Regions from separate parts of the Sus scrofa genome. Here regions 2 and 3 are each linked to region 1. The links are chromatin contacts, called in public Hi-C and HiChIP or PLAC-seq maps. All regions are on one chromosome and are shown on one strand. Each heading gives the region's core, a stretch centred on a gene start, on an enhancer-like site or on the middle of the called end of the contact. The rest is flanking DNA. Distances are from core to core; before and after follow the strand shown.

The links. Hi-C and Micro-C count contacts between places; a contact is called where the count stands out from the background. HiChIP or PLAC-seq counts read pairs in DNA pulled down with a chosen protein or histone mark.
Region 2: an H3K27ac HiChIP or PLAC-seq map of skeletal muscle shows a contact between it and region 1. The contact joins the promoter of HES1 here to the enhancer-like site in region 1. A contact is called at or near these places in 5 of 47 Hi-C or Micro-C datasets (alveolar macrophages, embryonic fibroblasts, fetal skeletal muscle and 2 more) and 2 of 2 datasets of contacts at active chromatin or transcription factors (alveolar macrophages and skeletal muscle).
Region 3: a Hi-C map of skeletal muscle shows a contact between it and region 1, with 4 times the contacts expected there. The contact joins two enhancer-like sites. A contact is called at or near these places in 6 of 47 Hi-C or Micro-C datasets (embryonic fibroblasts, fetal skeletal muscle, heart right ventricle and 2 more) and 2 of 2 datasets of contacts at active chromatin or transcription factors (alveolar macrophages and skeletal muscle).

What each region holds. Positions count from the first base shown.
Region 1 is chr13:131,244,552-131,249,385 of Sscrofa11.1, reverse strand. The region is part of intron 1 of LOC110256390 (a long non-coding RNA gene); the gene reads left to right. Among named protein-coding and RNA genes, the nearest start is that of CPN2, 91 kb to the left of the region's middle. Within about 2 kb of position 2,610, at least 7 of the 83 cell types and tissues checked have an H3K27ac peak or open chromatin away from gene starts, as enhancers often do. A contact at or near this core is called in skeletal muscle, where this site is marked.
Region 2 is chr13:131,134,043-131,138,876 of Sscrofa11.1, reverse strand. It overlaps HES1 (hes family bHLH transcription factor 1), which reads right to left and starts at 2,907. Exons shown (of 4, transcript NM_001195231.1): 1 at 2,793-2,907; 2 at 2,550-2,645; 3 at 2,209-2,296; 4 at 1,012-1,566. The coding sequence starts at 2,900. The coding sequence ends at 1,016. LOC102164131 (a long non-coding RNA gene) reads left to right here and starts at 3,298. Exons shown (of 8, transcript XR_002337825.1): 1 at 3,298-4,365.
Region 3 is chr13:131,156,775-131,161,608 of Sscrofa11.1, reverse strand. No RefSeq gene overlaps it. Among named protein-coding and RNA genes, the nearest start is that of HES1, 23 kb to the right of the region's middle. Within about 2 kb of position 2,613, at least 28 of the 83 cell types and tissues checked have an H3K27ac peak or open chromatin away from gene starts, as enhancers often do. A contact at or near this core is called in skeletal muscle, where this site is marked.

The sequences.
Region 1 (4,834 bases), core at 1,361-3,860:
ACTATCTGACCAGCTCTGTGCTGTGTGCTGTGGGGGGCAGACCTACCACATGAGAGCCGGTGCCTCCTTCCCAGCTCCCTCCAGGGGGTTGGGGCAGCCAGGCTGACCAGCCTACCAGCAGAAGGGGACTGGCCTTTGTGTTGCTACCACAATCCCAGGATCCGAAGTGCCTGGATTGAGCTGACGTTTTGCCTTTAGTCCCCCAGTCCTCCTCTAGGACTAGAACTCTCTCTGAAACCCCACTCTTCCAGGCCTAGACAGCTGGCTAATCTCTTGCCACCTCCTCAAATACTCCTGTGTCTTCAGCTGGGGTTCCATTCCAGTCTGGATGGTCACCAGCTTTCCTTGTGCAGCCCAGCTCAGATGCTGGGTATTGCCACTGTCCCACGGGCCCTGCAAGACAGGCAAGACCAGTGCAGACTCATCATTCCCCAGCCCCCTCAACCTACTTGTCTTTGTGTGGCCCTCTCCTGCCGGCCAGGGCACCTCCTCCACTCAGCACCTGCTATAAACCTGATAGCTGAATCATTCCCTCCCCGCCCCACCATCCAGTTAAAATGGATTCTCTCTCTCTCTCTCAAAGCTATTGATCTCTCTCCATTCCCACCTTACAACCTTGGTTCAACCACCCGTATCTGTCTTGCTCCCCATTGCAGACTCAGCACCTAGTATAGGACTTTTCAAGTGCTTGCTCATAATATTTATTGACTCAATGAGTGAAAGTGAGTAAGCTGGTGTAGACCTTCCATGGTGATCTGTCTGATCTCATCTCTCTTCTCACTCTTGGCGCCTGTCCTGAGCTCCTTCTGGTTCCCTGTCTATCTATCTCTTCCAGAAGCCTTCTCTTGTCTTCCCATCTGAATGAGATGGCTGCTCTGTGCCTCAGAGCCCACACCACACACCCAGCCCATTCCTGTGATCATGTATCTCGCTGCCCTAGAATTGCCTGTTACACTGTGCATCAGTTGTTCACACTTGACACTAAGTCCCATGAAGCAGCATCGCTGCTTTATTAGTCACTGTCTTCCTAGCACTCTGCATACAGGAGGTGCTCCTTAAGTATTTGTGGATTAGTGAGTTCCCGTCATGGCGCAGCAGAAACGAATCCAACTAGGAACCATGAGGTTGTGGGTTTAATCCCTGGCCTTGCTCAGTGAGTTAAGGATCCTGCGTTGCCATGAGCTGTGGTGTAGGTCGTACACGTGGCTCAAATCCTGCATTGCTGTGGACTAAATGAAGATCTAGAAATTACTGCTTCTCCACCTAACCCCTTGCACCCTCACATCTCCCCCAGCCCCCAACCCCATCCATCTGGGGTTTGGCACTGGTCACTCTGACGTGCAGGGAAGTCCTCCCCTGGAAGCGTGTATCTGGGTGCTAGCATCGCCCCTCCCGGTTCTTGTCTGATATTGGGGTGCTTTGTTCAGTGACCTGACCTGCACAGTAAGCAGGATGTGCTTCGCTGGTTCTGACCTCCCAGAGTCTCTCTGATGTCCCCATCTGGCATTTTCTGACTGGGTCTCCTATAGTGTTGGTGCTGGGTTGATCCCCTCACTGGACTGTGAGTCCCCCAGGCAGGGGCGGCATCTAATTCATGTCTGGCTACCCTCCCCCATCTCCACAGCCCCCCGGAATAAGGGCTTATTTGTACACAGTGGGTTCCCAGGTAAAGGCAGACGGCTCCCTTGGGTGGACAAGAAGCTGGAGAGGTTCAGGGTTTGCTCTGGGAATTGGGGCGACTGGAGGGAAGCCCAGAAGGTATGGCAGGGAGCTATTTCTCACCAGGAGTGTGGGTGAAGGAGGAGACAGCGGGGCAGGAAGAGCAGCGGAGCGCGAGGTGCAGGGCAGGAGACGAGAGAGCAGAGTCCCCGGCCTCAGTGCCCGGTTAGTCATGCCCAAGGTCCCCAGCCAGCCAGCCAGGCAGGTGCCCACGGAGCTGTGCCTGTGGGAGTTGTGAGCACGTGCCTCTCGTCGACCCCAGGGACCTCACTCGCCCAGCGTGATGTAAAGGGCCTCACACCCTCCTCATCGAAGAATCAAGTCAGCGAAGTGTTGTATGTCTCCTGCGGAAAGGCTGTGAAGCAAAGGTTAGCGATCTTCACCGCAATCGCCACCGCCCCCCGCTTACTGCTTCTCACATCTGTTTACCCGGTGTTCACCTTTGTTATCTCATCTGATCACCACAGCTGCCGTTATTTACACTTCGTAGTTGAAGACACTGAAGTTCAGAGAGGTTGAAGGGCTAACCCAAGGTCACACAGTCAGCCTTTCGGGGGTGGTGGTTGTGGTGATGCTATGGACTGAAAAACCCGCTCTGAAAATCCTCTTAAATGGCGTGGGCAGGCACACAGCCCAAGTCTGGCTGTGCACACGTGTCAGTGGGCCTGATCTGATTTTCCCCCGTGTCTATCCATGCCTTCGCATGTCTGGGGGGCCCGTGGATGATTCAGGGCGTGCCTTTGCAGGTGCTGATGGGTGGAACCGCGTGGGGGCGCATCCTTGGGGTCGCAGGCGTGCATGTGGGCTGGCCTCGTACACCCGCTGCACACAGGCACTCGCCCCCTTCTCAGATGTCTTGGCTGTGGGTTTGACAACTGAAACCCAGCTGCGCTCTGGCCAGGAAACATCCGCTGTGGAAACCTAGGAGGAGCTGACAGTCCCTAAAGAGGGGTTCCACATGCTGCCAGCAAGCGCTCCTGGCGCACTGCCTAATTCCTTGCAAATGCTCCTTAAATCTGTTTCTAATTTGGACTCTGCCTTCCCCTGCCCCCACCCAACCCTCCCCACTCTCCCACCTTGCCTCAAACCAGTCAAATTATGCTGAATAATGGCTGTGGAGGGGGAGAGTGCTAAAGGTCGCCAGTGGGCTGTTGGAGGGTGTAATAATGTCACATTTTAATTTACGTGGGGAACGGTGTGGGGATCAAAACCAATAAATTTGAGCTGTACTCGCAACCCCAGCCAACGGTAACTCTTGAAGGTCATGCCACTTCCAGGGAAGAAATCGCTAACTGTCCCACCCCGCAGTCCACCGTGCTGGAGAAAACTCATGTGCGTACGCACAGATGCAAAACACAGCATCTTCTGTCTGTAAGGGGATGTGGATTTGGAGATTTGCAGCATCAGCAAGAATCTCTCCAGTTGTTGGAGTATCACCCAGATGTTCAGGGTATTAAGATTCTAAAACAAAATATGTCTTCCATATATTTCGCAGCCCTGTGAAATATTCAACACCAGGGTGACTCAGATCCATGGGAAAGTGTATACAAAGCAGAACGAGAAGAGTCAAAAGCAGAGTTGTATGCACACATTGATGGCAGCTCTGAAAGCTTATTTACATGCGAGAAAGGTGGGGAGGGGGCCCCTGGAAGACATCTGTTGGAACTGTGTTTGTGTTGAGGGGCTGGGGATGTGCCTTGAGGCGCCGTTGTTTTACTAATTAATGGGGTCTTAAAATATGAATTCTCGGAAGGCAGAAGTTTTGCTCTACTGATCCCTTTTGGTCCACTTGGAATCCAGAGATTGAGGAGTCTAGAGATAGTTCTCACCTGTGCTCTGTGGCCAGGTAGCCCGGGGAGCCAGGAGCAGGAGGAAGCCATGAGTTATCAGTATCTGGAGGCCTTTGCAAGGGAGGCCATGGTCACGGTGATCTGGTGCGAGCCCCGCCCCCTCCCTGAGAGTCTGCAACTGGCGTGTGCTCCAGGGGCTGCTGAGGGGGCCTGGCGTGCTGCCCATCCCTCAGCTGGCTCTGCAACCGAGGGAAGGTGGGGTTTGCAGTCCTGGGGGCCACCGCGGGGAAGCCGTGAGGCTGTCAAGGCTCCAGAGCACACGCTGCTCCATCTGGTTGGAAAGGAAGTGGGAGGGGGAGAAGCTGCTCTGGGTTGAACGACACCCTGAGGACTTGTGCTCCCTCCTCTCCACCACACACCAGACAGCGGCCACCAGGCTGCCTTGGGAAGAAAGAGGAGGAGGGGGCTGCACATCTGCCCCAGGGCCTGTCTCTGGTTTCATCCTGCGCTGCAGTTCCCTTTCATATCCTTTTCCTTTTCAAACGGTTACCATTTACTTAGTTGTCTGTGTGTGATGCTAGGGACCTCGCGTATGCCCAAAGCCTCCTTTCAGCCTCAGAATGTACCTGCAAGGTGAGTGCGGCAGAGATGGCTCGCCTTCAACTGGAAGTCCCTACTTCCCTGTCTTTAGGGTTAAGTCATTGCTAGGAAGTAGCTGCTCATCCAGGGACCACATTTCCCAACCCCCTTTATAGCGAGTTGTAGCTGGAGGACTGGGTTCTGACCAACGGGTTGTGAACAGAAATGAGTTGCTCCGCTACAGAGCCTGGCCCATAAAAAACTCCCAGGAAGCTCTCTCCAAACTCGATCCGCTTCTGCCCAGATGGACTGGGGGACAACCTTCAAGATGACCACAGAGCGTAAAATGACAAAACATCTATCAGCCTGGGGGTCTGAATGCCTGTGTGAAGAGAGACTGAGTAGCCAGTCTGTTCCCTGCCCAGTCCTGAGCAAAAGTAAATGTGTATCTTACTGTTTTCAAACCATTGCACTACTAGGGGCCTGTTTGTCATAGCAGTGAACCTACCGTAAGTACTTAATTAGGAATTTTTGCTCCCATTTTACAGGTGAGGAAACTGAGACTCAGAGGAAAATAAATTGCCCAAAGTTACATATTCAGTACTAGTAGGGTCACGATGCAAAGCCTAGGCCCCTCTGGTTTCAAAATCAAGCTCCAATTGTGTAAGTTTCCCCAGGTTTTTTCCATAGGCCACTATTAACACAAAAACACTGGTACCTCAAACTTCCATATAAGTTTGGGAAAA
Region 2 (4,834 bases), core at 1,658-4,157, 110 kb after region 1:
TTAATCATCTGGACTCAGGCTCCACTTGGGAGTCTAACTAGCTGTTCCTTGGCAGAAGGAATCTGTTGACCTTCTCAGCTTGCTTGAAGAGGGTGCAGAGAGGCATTTCAAACCTTTAGCTGCTGGTACAGGGAATGTCTTGCTGTACCTAAGGGTTGACTACTTAAAGGGAGACTCCAACCCCTGAAGGCTGGAGGCCACAGTTATTAAGAGTGTTTTACCTGGGATGTTGGTCAGCTACCCCTGCGCAGTAGCACTGGAGGAGCCACCTGCAAATGTGCAGTGAACAATAGTCCTGGGTTGATTAACTTCAGGAATTCAGCCCACAACAACCTTCCTCGGGAGCTAGTATGAGAACCAGGACTGAATGACTTACCAACTGCAACTAAAGAAGTTTTTCAAGTCCTTGAAGAGACTGACTGACCACAAACTGATCAGAGAAGCCGTATCAGATGAGTTCTTGAAAATTAAATGGACTGTTAGTCCAAGGAGGACTGGTAAAAGGTTTGATGGATTTAAAAAGTGTTCTTTTAATAACAAAAATAGCCAATTCCTGAAATCTCAGATTACGTTATCCAAATTCTTCCCAAGACTTTCCTTTTTCACATATTCTGAAATAATCAGTTCTAAGACATAAAAGCCTTGACTCTTTTTCTTTTATTATATTTTCTCAAATAAACTTCCCCAAAGGAAGATATTTTAAGAGCATTTTCAAACATCTTTGGCATCACATAAAAAAGAAATCTCGTGTAAAAAACGAAATGTCATCTGAACTTTTATAATACAAAGGCGCAATCCAATATGAACATATAAAATATGTACAAATATAGTGCATGGTCAGTCACTTAATACATTTCTCTACAAAAAAAGTAACTTTAGAAATTAAAAAAAACCCCAAAGTAACCAGTTAATCACAAAAGTCCTCTCCCCTCTCCCAGAGTCCAAGTTCCTGTTTAGTGTCCCAAGGGAAGAGAGGTGGGCTGGGGAGTTTGGGGGGAGGGGTGGCTTGAGCCCCTCAGTTCCGCCAAGGCCTCCACATGGAGTCCGCCGTGAGCGAGGGGCCGCTGGAAGGCGACACTGCGTTGGGGCCCACGGAGGTCCCGCTGTTGCTGGTGTAGACTGGGATGACCGGGCCGCTGTGAGCGAAGGCCCCGTTGGGGATGAGGAAGGCAAACTGGCCATCGGGAGCCGGGACCACCTGGAAGCCGCCGAATACCTTTGCCGCCTCTCCAGCCGGGCTGCCCAGCTTGCAGGGCGCGCCGCCGGGAGGGGGCGCCGCACCCCCGGGGATGGGCACCAGTGGCGGTGGCGGCGCGAACGGCGCGTGCTGCGGACCTCCGGGTCCTGGCGGGGGCGGTGGCGGCGCCTGCAAGGCTGGGTGCGGCTGCCCAGGGTAGGTCATGGCGTTGATCTGGGTCATGCAGTTGGCCAGGTGGCCGAGCAGCCGGGTGCGCACCTCGGTGTTAACGCCCTCGCACGTGGACAGGAAGCGGGTCACCTCGTTCATGCACTCACTGAAGCCGGCGCGGTACTTCCCCAGCACGCTCGGGTCTGTGCTTAGCGCGGCTGCGGGCCAGGAGACAGACGGGTCACCGAACGTCCCTGGCCCCGAGGCCACCTCCTCCGCCCTGGGAGGTCCCCGCAGTGCGCCTCCCTGACCACCCGCCCGTAGAACTGCCTCTGGCTACTAGGATGGGCTTAGGAAAAAACAATCGCTTCTCCATCCTAGCTTGGCGACCAAAGCCGAGACGCTCCCTCTCTGCTCTCAGTCGCTCCATTTAAACCGATCTCAACCTCAGATCTGCCTCCCCCTAACCCCCGCGCGATTTGACCTTGGATAATGCCCTTCCCCCCTTCTCCACCACCAAGCCTTATTTTTCCTTCTGTAGTGGAGTGCTAAACCAGATGACCCCAGGCTCCGCGCAGCTTAAAGACCGCCACGCTTCTAAGTCTTTTCGCCCCCACCCGCTTCCCCCTGGCCAAGCCGCCCGCCGCCCTCGCCACTACAACCTCTCTCCCTCCCTTTCCGGAACAGTAACAACTTGGAGTTGTGGCTATAAATAAGCCCCAGACCGTGGGAACGCAAGAATGAGCCAAGGCAGTAAAATGTAGCTGAATGCCTCTCACAACCACGGGCGGAAGTCTGGAAGAAATCACCGCGGGGCGAGAGGGACGCCCGCAGAGGGGGACGCGGCCAGCCGCCCTCACCCGTCATCTGCGCCCGCTGCAGGTTCCGGAGGTGCTTCACTGTCATTTCCAGAATGTCCGCCTTCTCCAGCTTGGAATGCCTCGAGCTCTGCACAGAAAAGGAGGCAAGGGAGGAACGTGAGAGACTGCCAGCGGCCTCGGAGTGCTGGGGGTGGGGGGTCCCTCCTCTCCGCCGCGTCGCCAACATCCCCCAGACCCCGGGTAGAGTAGACCCAGCCCTCCCGCCTAAGGGAACGCAGTGCAGGCGGGGGAGATCTCGCTGACAAAGGGGTTTGGTTCTTAATACCAAAGAAATAGTATTTCAATTTTTTTAATTAAAAAAGGCAATATTACCCACTTACATCTTTTTTAAGAGCATCCAAAATCAGTGTTTTCAGCTGGCTCAGACTTTCATTTATTCTTGCTCTTCGTCTTTTCTCCATGATGGGCTTTGATGACTGTAAAAGGGGAGGGGGGAGGAAAAAGAGCCCTGAGTTCCCATGAGACTTGACATTTCACCCCAGGGTTTAAAGGGAGAAAGGAGCCCCCACCCATCCCGACTTAATCTCTTAGGGGCTGTGGAGAGATACAGGTATTGCCCTTACCTTTCTGTGCTCAGATGCTGTCTTTGGTTTATCCGGTGTCGTGTTGACACTGGCTGGGGTAGCAGCCACCGGGGACGAGGAATTTTTCTCCATTATATCAGCTGGCATTTTCTGTTTTTTTTTTTTTTTTTTTTTTTTTAATCCCTAGAGAATTTTATTTTTGGAGTTCTTCACACCAAAAAAAATTGTTTTGTTTATGTCTCTTTTACTTGAGACTTTCGCAAAGCTACTGAGCAAGTGCTGAAGGTTTATTATATCTTATGGCTACTTGGTGATCGGTAGCGCAATTCCAGGACCAAGGAGAGAGGTAGACGGGGGATTCCGCTGTTATCAGCACCAGCTCCCGGATCCAGTGTGATCCTCAGGCCCTGGCGGCCTCTATATATATCTGGGACTGCACGCGAACGGCTCGTGTGAAACTTCCCAAACTTTCTTTCCCACAGTAACTTTCAGCCAATGGGAGGAGGAGACACGCGGCACCGCTCGTGGACCGCGCCCCCCCATTGGCCGCCAGGCACAAGGCCTGGCGGCCAATGGCGCGCGCCTGAGCCCGGGGCACCAGAGGCTACAACGTCAATCAAAAGGATTTTAACCCTTTGTTACTCTCCCTACTGGGCTTTGCTTTAGAGAGGATTTTTCTGCATTGGGTTTGATCTACTCTAGTTTATTTCTTTGGAGGCTGGGGTCTTTGCTGCTTATTTCCATTCGCGTGTAATAGAGCTGCTTTGACACTAATAAGTTCACTTGAAATATATTTTTAAAAAGGTTTAGAAGGACAGGGATAAAAGATTATAATTGCATGGTTAAAAGAAAAAGGGGGAACATGTGCAAGGGTGTGACTTACAGAAACATCTAAGTGATTTCCCGCTCAGACTCCGCACATTCCGGGGGTGGGGGGTGAAAGTCGACCATGCAGAAAAAGGACAAAATTCCTTTCTGCATGCAGAAAAGGAAAAAGTGCCTCCATCTTACTTACATTTGCAGGTTTTTCAGAGCAAAGTGGTTTTTGATCCCCGCCCTCCACCCCTACCCCAGCCTGTCTCTCATTTCTGTTACGGAGTTGAGGCCTTGAACCTAGCGCTTCCCCAGGAAACAATCAGAATAATTTCCAACTGAGCAGAAAGGAAATGGAATTTCAAATGAAAGATGAACAAGGAGGGCTTTGATGGCAATGCCTCAGGGACGCGCGCGCGTCCTGGCCACCCTTTCCCTTTCCACCCGTGGGCTCTCAGTTTTGCTGCACATAGAGGTGGCGAGCCGAGTGGCAGCCGCTCCCTCCTTCTCGCCCCGCGAGCGACCAGGGCAACCTCGACACCCGTCGCGCGCGGGCCCTTTAAGAGCTACACCAGCCGAGCTGCAGTTTGACATCAGCCGGCCGGCGAGGGCGCGCCTGGAGCCGAAGCACGTGCCAGGATGTTTTATTGCCGCCGCGGCTGCGGCCGGGCCGGGAGGATGTGTGTGTGCGTGCGTGTGTGAGTGTGTGTGCGCGCGCCCCGGGGGCAGGGAGGCGGGGGGCGGCGGCGGGCGGCGGAGCGCGGGGGCTGGTTCCTGGTCCCCGGGAGAAGCCAAGAAGGTAAATAGCAGCTGCTGTGCTCGAGCCTGGGAAAACCCCGCCCCCAGCGCCTGGCCGGGGCTCATTGGCGCGCGCTGCGTGTGGGGTGTGTGTGTGTGTGTGTGTGTGTGTGTGTGTGTGTGTGTGTCCGGGGCCCCCCCTCCTCCGGCCCCCGCCGGGCCAGGAATCCGAGGGGGCGGCGGGCGGGGAGCCGAGCCCCGGCGCTTACCACCCGCCCCCCCCACACCTCCCCCGGGCCAAGGTCAGCCCTTCCGGGCGGGGAGCGCACGCCCTGGGGTGGAGAGTGGGGGATTATTCCAACCCCCCCTCCACCCTTGATTTCGGGCTTGGGGTTTTAACTCTGCCCAGGGCCTCACTAGCAACAGCCCGGGGGAGGGGGAGGGGCCTTCTTGTTTGCTCCTTGCACCCGCCCTCCCTCCCCCGCGGGGCCCCCGGCGCCCGCCGCGGTCACGAGATGCCTGACCGCACT
Region 3 (4,834 bases), core at 1,364-3,863, 88 kb after region 1:
TAGCTTGTGTTGATGTTGCAGAGGGCCTTGGAAGTTGAAGAGGTTGTGCTTAATTCTCTAGGCAAGGAGGAACCATGACGATTTTTTTCTGAGAGGGTTTTAAGAGGGAGAAGATCAGGAGTTCCCATTGTGGCTCAGTGGTTAATGAATCCGACTAGGAACCATGAGGTTGCAGGTTTGATCCCTGGCCTCACTCAGTGGGTTAAGGATCTGGCATTGCCGTGAGCTGTGCTGTAGATCGCAGATGCGGCTCGGATCCTGCATTGCTGTGGCTATGGTGTAGTCCGGCAGCTCCGATTTGATCCCTAGCTTGGGAACTTCCATATGCCGGGGGGGGGGGGGGGCAGCCCTAAAAAGACCCACAATAAACATACACACACACAAAGAGGGAGAGGACCAGAGTTCTGCTGTGGTGCAATGGGATTGGAGGCTTCTTGGAAGTGCTGGGACAAAGGTTCAACCCCCAGCCTGGTACAGTGGGTTAAGGATCTGGAGTTGCTGCAGCTGCAGCTGAGGCCTTGACTGCAGCTCAGACTTGGGCTGAGAGAACTCCGTGTGCCGCAGGGCAGCCAAAAAAGGAAAAAAAAAAAAAAAGGATTATTTTGGCAGATGAACCAAGAGCACTAATGTGAGCACTTAATTCTCACAGCTTTCACAGATCCACCCACATCTCACCTGCTTGCTACCGGAGTCAGGAAGAGAAGGGAGGGCTAGGACTTGGGGGAGAGGGTGATTGGCAGCAGGGCTTTAATTTCAATGGAATGTTTTCATGGGCATCGCCTTTCCCTTCCTGGAGGGGTGGATGAGTGGAGTTTCCTTGGGAGTGTTTTTCTTGGGCGCTTTCATTGGGTTTCAACTAAAAACACAGGATATTGGTATGGATCTTCATGGTTTAGGTTGACTTGCAGTCCGCCTCCCAAACTTCCTTGAGGTTAGGTTTTATCTACCCCTTCTCACCATTCAATTGCCTACCAGATATAAATCTATGAAGAATGCCACGCTGGAAAGGGCCTCCAAGACCATGTGAACCATCCTTATCTTCTTTCTCCCTTTGTTCTGTAAAGAAATGAAAGGGAGAGAGTAACTCAATTCTAATAACACAAATCTGATTGCACCGTTTACCTCTATACAACCCTCCACTGGCAGCCTAAGACCTTAGCTAGAGCGACCCGACAGCCTGGTTTGCCCAGAATAGTCCAAGTTCTTGCTCCTTGCCCTGGTCCAGTTATTCATAGTGACCCCTTTCACTCCCCAAACTGAAGCAGTTTGGATGATAGATTAAATGATCCTCCCAAGTAACGCTTTCCAACATAGGGGCCCTGGTGTAGAGACAGACGTGGGAGTGGGGGGAGTCTCAGAGTTACGGGGAGGGTGTGTGTAAGCCCATCATGCTTGTATAGATTCTCAGTCAGCAGAGAGAAGAGTAAGACTATTACAGTTTAAGGTCCCAAGAAGGTCAAAGTTCAGCATAGGAATCCCTAGAAAACACTGGGATATAATGTCTTTATGTATGTATGTATGTATGTATTGGGCTGCCCTGTGGCATATGGAATTACCCGGCCAGGGATTAGATCCCAGCTGCAGTTGTGACCTATGTCCCAGCTATTGCAACGCTGGATCCGGGCCAGGGATCGAACCTGCATCCTGGTCCTGCAGAGACGTTGCCAATCCCGTTGCACCACAGCGGGAACTCCAACATAATGACCTACAGGATCCAATCCTCCCCATCCAGCCCCTCGTCCCCCGCCCTCCCCCCATCTCCTAGCACCCTGCCTCCCTGATTTCCATGCTGTTTCAGGGCTCTCTGCTTTTGAACACGTTTTCCTACTAAGGAAGGAAAGCTCTCTGCCATCAGCACCACCCCTCACCACCCCTCTTATCAGGCTAATGAAATCCCACCCTTCCATCAATGCTCAGAGCCTTCAGCCTCCTGTCCCCACACCCCCACGGGGCAGAGCTGAACCCTCTCTTCCTCCTCTGAGCCTTCTTGTGCGCTCTCTTCTGTCCTGCTGGCCCTTAACACTCTGTATTGGCTGTATTTGTTTATGAGCTTGTCTCTCTCCTGGACCGTGAGCAGCTTAAGGGCACAGTGGCCAGCACCTGGCGGGGAGAGGGGGGCCGAGGGGACACGGGCAGTGTGTGTCAAGCACATTCATTCAATACACATGTATTGAGCATTAACTTTATTCCAAAACTTTATTCCCCACTACATTGTAGGGGACCCAGTAGCGCACAAAGCCATGTCCCTGTCCCGGGGCATCCCCGCCCAGTTAGGAATCAGTGTGGTGTAGTGTGAGCTTGGGGGCCAGTCTGTGCACTGTGTGTGTGTGTGTGTGTGTGTGTGTGTGTGTGTGTGTACGTGTACACATGCGTCTGTGACAGCTCCAGGAGGTTTCCTGGAACCTTGGGTTCTTCTCAGGAAACCAAAACACTTCAGAAAAAGTCAGGCTTTTTCCATGAAGCTTCTTTATGAATTAAGCTGCATAAATCTCCGATCTATTTAAAAACAGGGAAAGGGAAGTCTGCAGAGACAAAAATAACTTTCTCAAGGTCAGTGAGTTGCGAGCTTAGTCCCTTGGGAGAGAAGCCTTGTGCCTTGGACCTGGCTGAGCCTAGGCCGAGGGGTGGCTGTGAGCACGCCTGCCTGTTCCTCTGGGAGGTAGGGGCTCCCCACAGTGCAGCCTCTGTGAGGCAGGCTGTGTGGGTGCCTGTCACCAGGCAGGGGCCCTTCCCGGGAGCTGGTCCAAGGCCACAGAGGCTGAGCAGAAGCCCGTGTGCTGTTTCTGGCGTGGAGGGCTCTGTTCTCAGTGGCGTCTGTGCACAGTTCCTGGAGTGGGGGTAAGACTTATGGCAGGTCCCGAGGGGCTTGGCAGAAGATAATGCAAACCACGGAAGCAACAGAAGATGGGGGGGGGGGCTGAGGGGAAGGGAGGATGAAAGAGAGATCAAGATATTGAGAGTCTCAGCCTGAGCCCTGAGATCCAGCTGTGGGACAGGAACCGGCGTCCAGCTTTGTGCTCTCAGAATACCATATCAGTCTCATGTCCTGTGTCTTTCTCTCTCCATACCCACCACCCCGCTCTTTCACCCCAATTCGCTGCTGCCTTTAAACAACCTTCCTCACCCCAACTCAGAGATTTTTTGTTTTTTTCTTCTCTCACTCAGAGGTTGGGACAATTCCAGGCAGCCCTGGGTCCCCTTCAAGATTTCCTCTTCCCGCCTTCACCACCTCCTTAACTGTACCCAGGGACACTCTTCAGAACTAAGAAGACTAGCCTCCCACAGGACAGAAGGAAAGGGGACCAATCCTACAGAAGGGTCACTGTCCAGACCCACAGGCCCAGGCTGGCCACTCTGTCCATGGCCCGGGGGGAGGGGAGGTAAGAGGGAGCTCCCTGACTCCCTTGAGGTGGGTGACCTCCAGGTCTGAGCCTACACTGGATTCCATAACAGCCTCCCCCAGCTCAAAGAAATACAGAGCCACAGGGAGAGGAGAGAAGCTGACCCGGAGGTGGCAGGGAAATGCCTGCTGCTGTCAGGTCACCTGAAACCCAAAATCCAGTCACTCAGCTACTCACATTGTATGCACCTATTGACTCTCATTCAAGGGGGGGCAGGCCTCTGGGGAGGGCAATTCAGGGGATTTGGGGCTCCAAGTTGGAGGAACCCCAGGACCACATCATTCAAAGCTCCCATTTTACAGATAAAGAAACTGGAGTTCAGTGAGGGCAGGTGACATCGCCAAGGTGACCAGGAGTTGGAGCAGTGCCCATCTCCAGGTCAGCTTTGGGCTCCACCAGGCCCCCTCCAGGGAATTTAAAGAGGCAGCTTTTCCTGGACAAGGATTGACTCAGGGCCGTGACTCATTAGCACATGAAACCAGTCAGACCTGGTCCTTCTCTGCCTTCCCACTGGAAATCACACCCAGCCCTGGAGCCTCTTCTAACCTCTTCTCTTCTCCCTCTGCTCTCATCTGCCAAACTGCCTGGCATCCCCAGCCTTTCAAAAAAGAAGCTCTTAGAGTTCCCGTCGTGGCTCAGTGGAAGTGAACCTGACTAGGGTCCACAGTGGAAGTAAACCCGACTAGGGTCCATGAGTACCTGGGTTCGATCCCTAGCCCCACTCGGTGGGTTAAGGATTGAGCATTGCCGTGAGCTGTGGTGTAAGTTGTAGACATGGCTCTGATCACACATTGCTGTGGCTGTGGTGTAGGGCACCAGCTGTAGCTCTGATTTGAGCCCTAGCCTGGGAACCTCCATGTGCCATGGGTGTGGCTCTAAAAAGAGCAAAAAAAAAAAGCAAAAACAAAAAACTCTTTTTTTTTTTTTTTTGGCTTGAATCCACCTTAGGGGCCCCCTTTAGAAAATTCTTTATTTATACCTAAATTCTCCAGCGGTGGAGAGAGCAGCATCTCATTCATCTGTCTCTTCACAGTGATGTAGTACAGCACATAGTAGGTGCTCAGTAAGTTTAACGTTGGAAGTATGAAAAGATGGAGACCAGAGACCAGAACTCTAGGCAGCCAGGAGCCATGAGCTTTCGAGCTTCATTGGTGGGTTTTCTCAGAAAAGCCCCAGACCCTGGGGTCTGGCAAGGAGAAGTGCCTTTAGACACTTGATGTACCTGTTACACGAGCAGAAAGTACTATTAGGCCTTAATAGACACTCAAATATATGCAAACAGCAGAAGTAGGCTCTCAAACCAAATTAGAATCAAGCTGGATCAAGTTGATAGACAAGACTTAGGGAATGAGGACTCCAGCTGGAGCAGACTTGGGGGCCCCAGGCCTTTTAATGTTCATTTCCAGAGATGTGAGCACAGACTTCCTTCAACA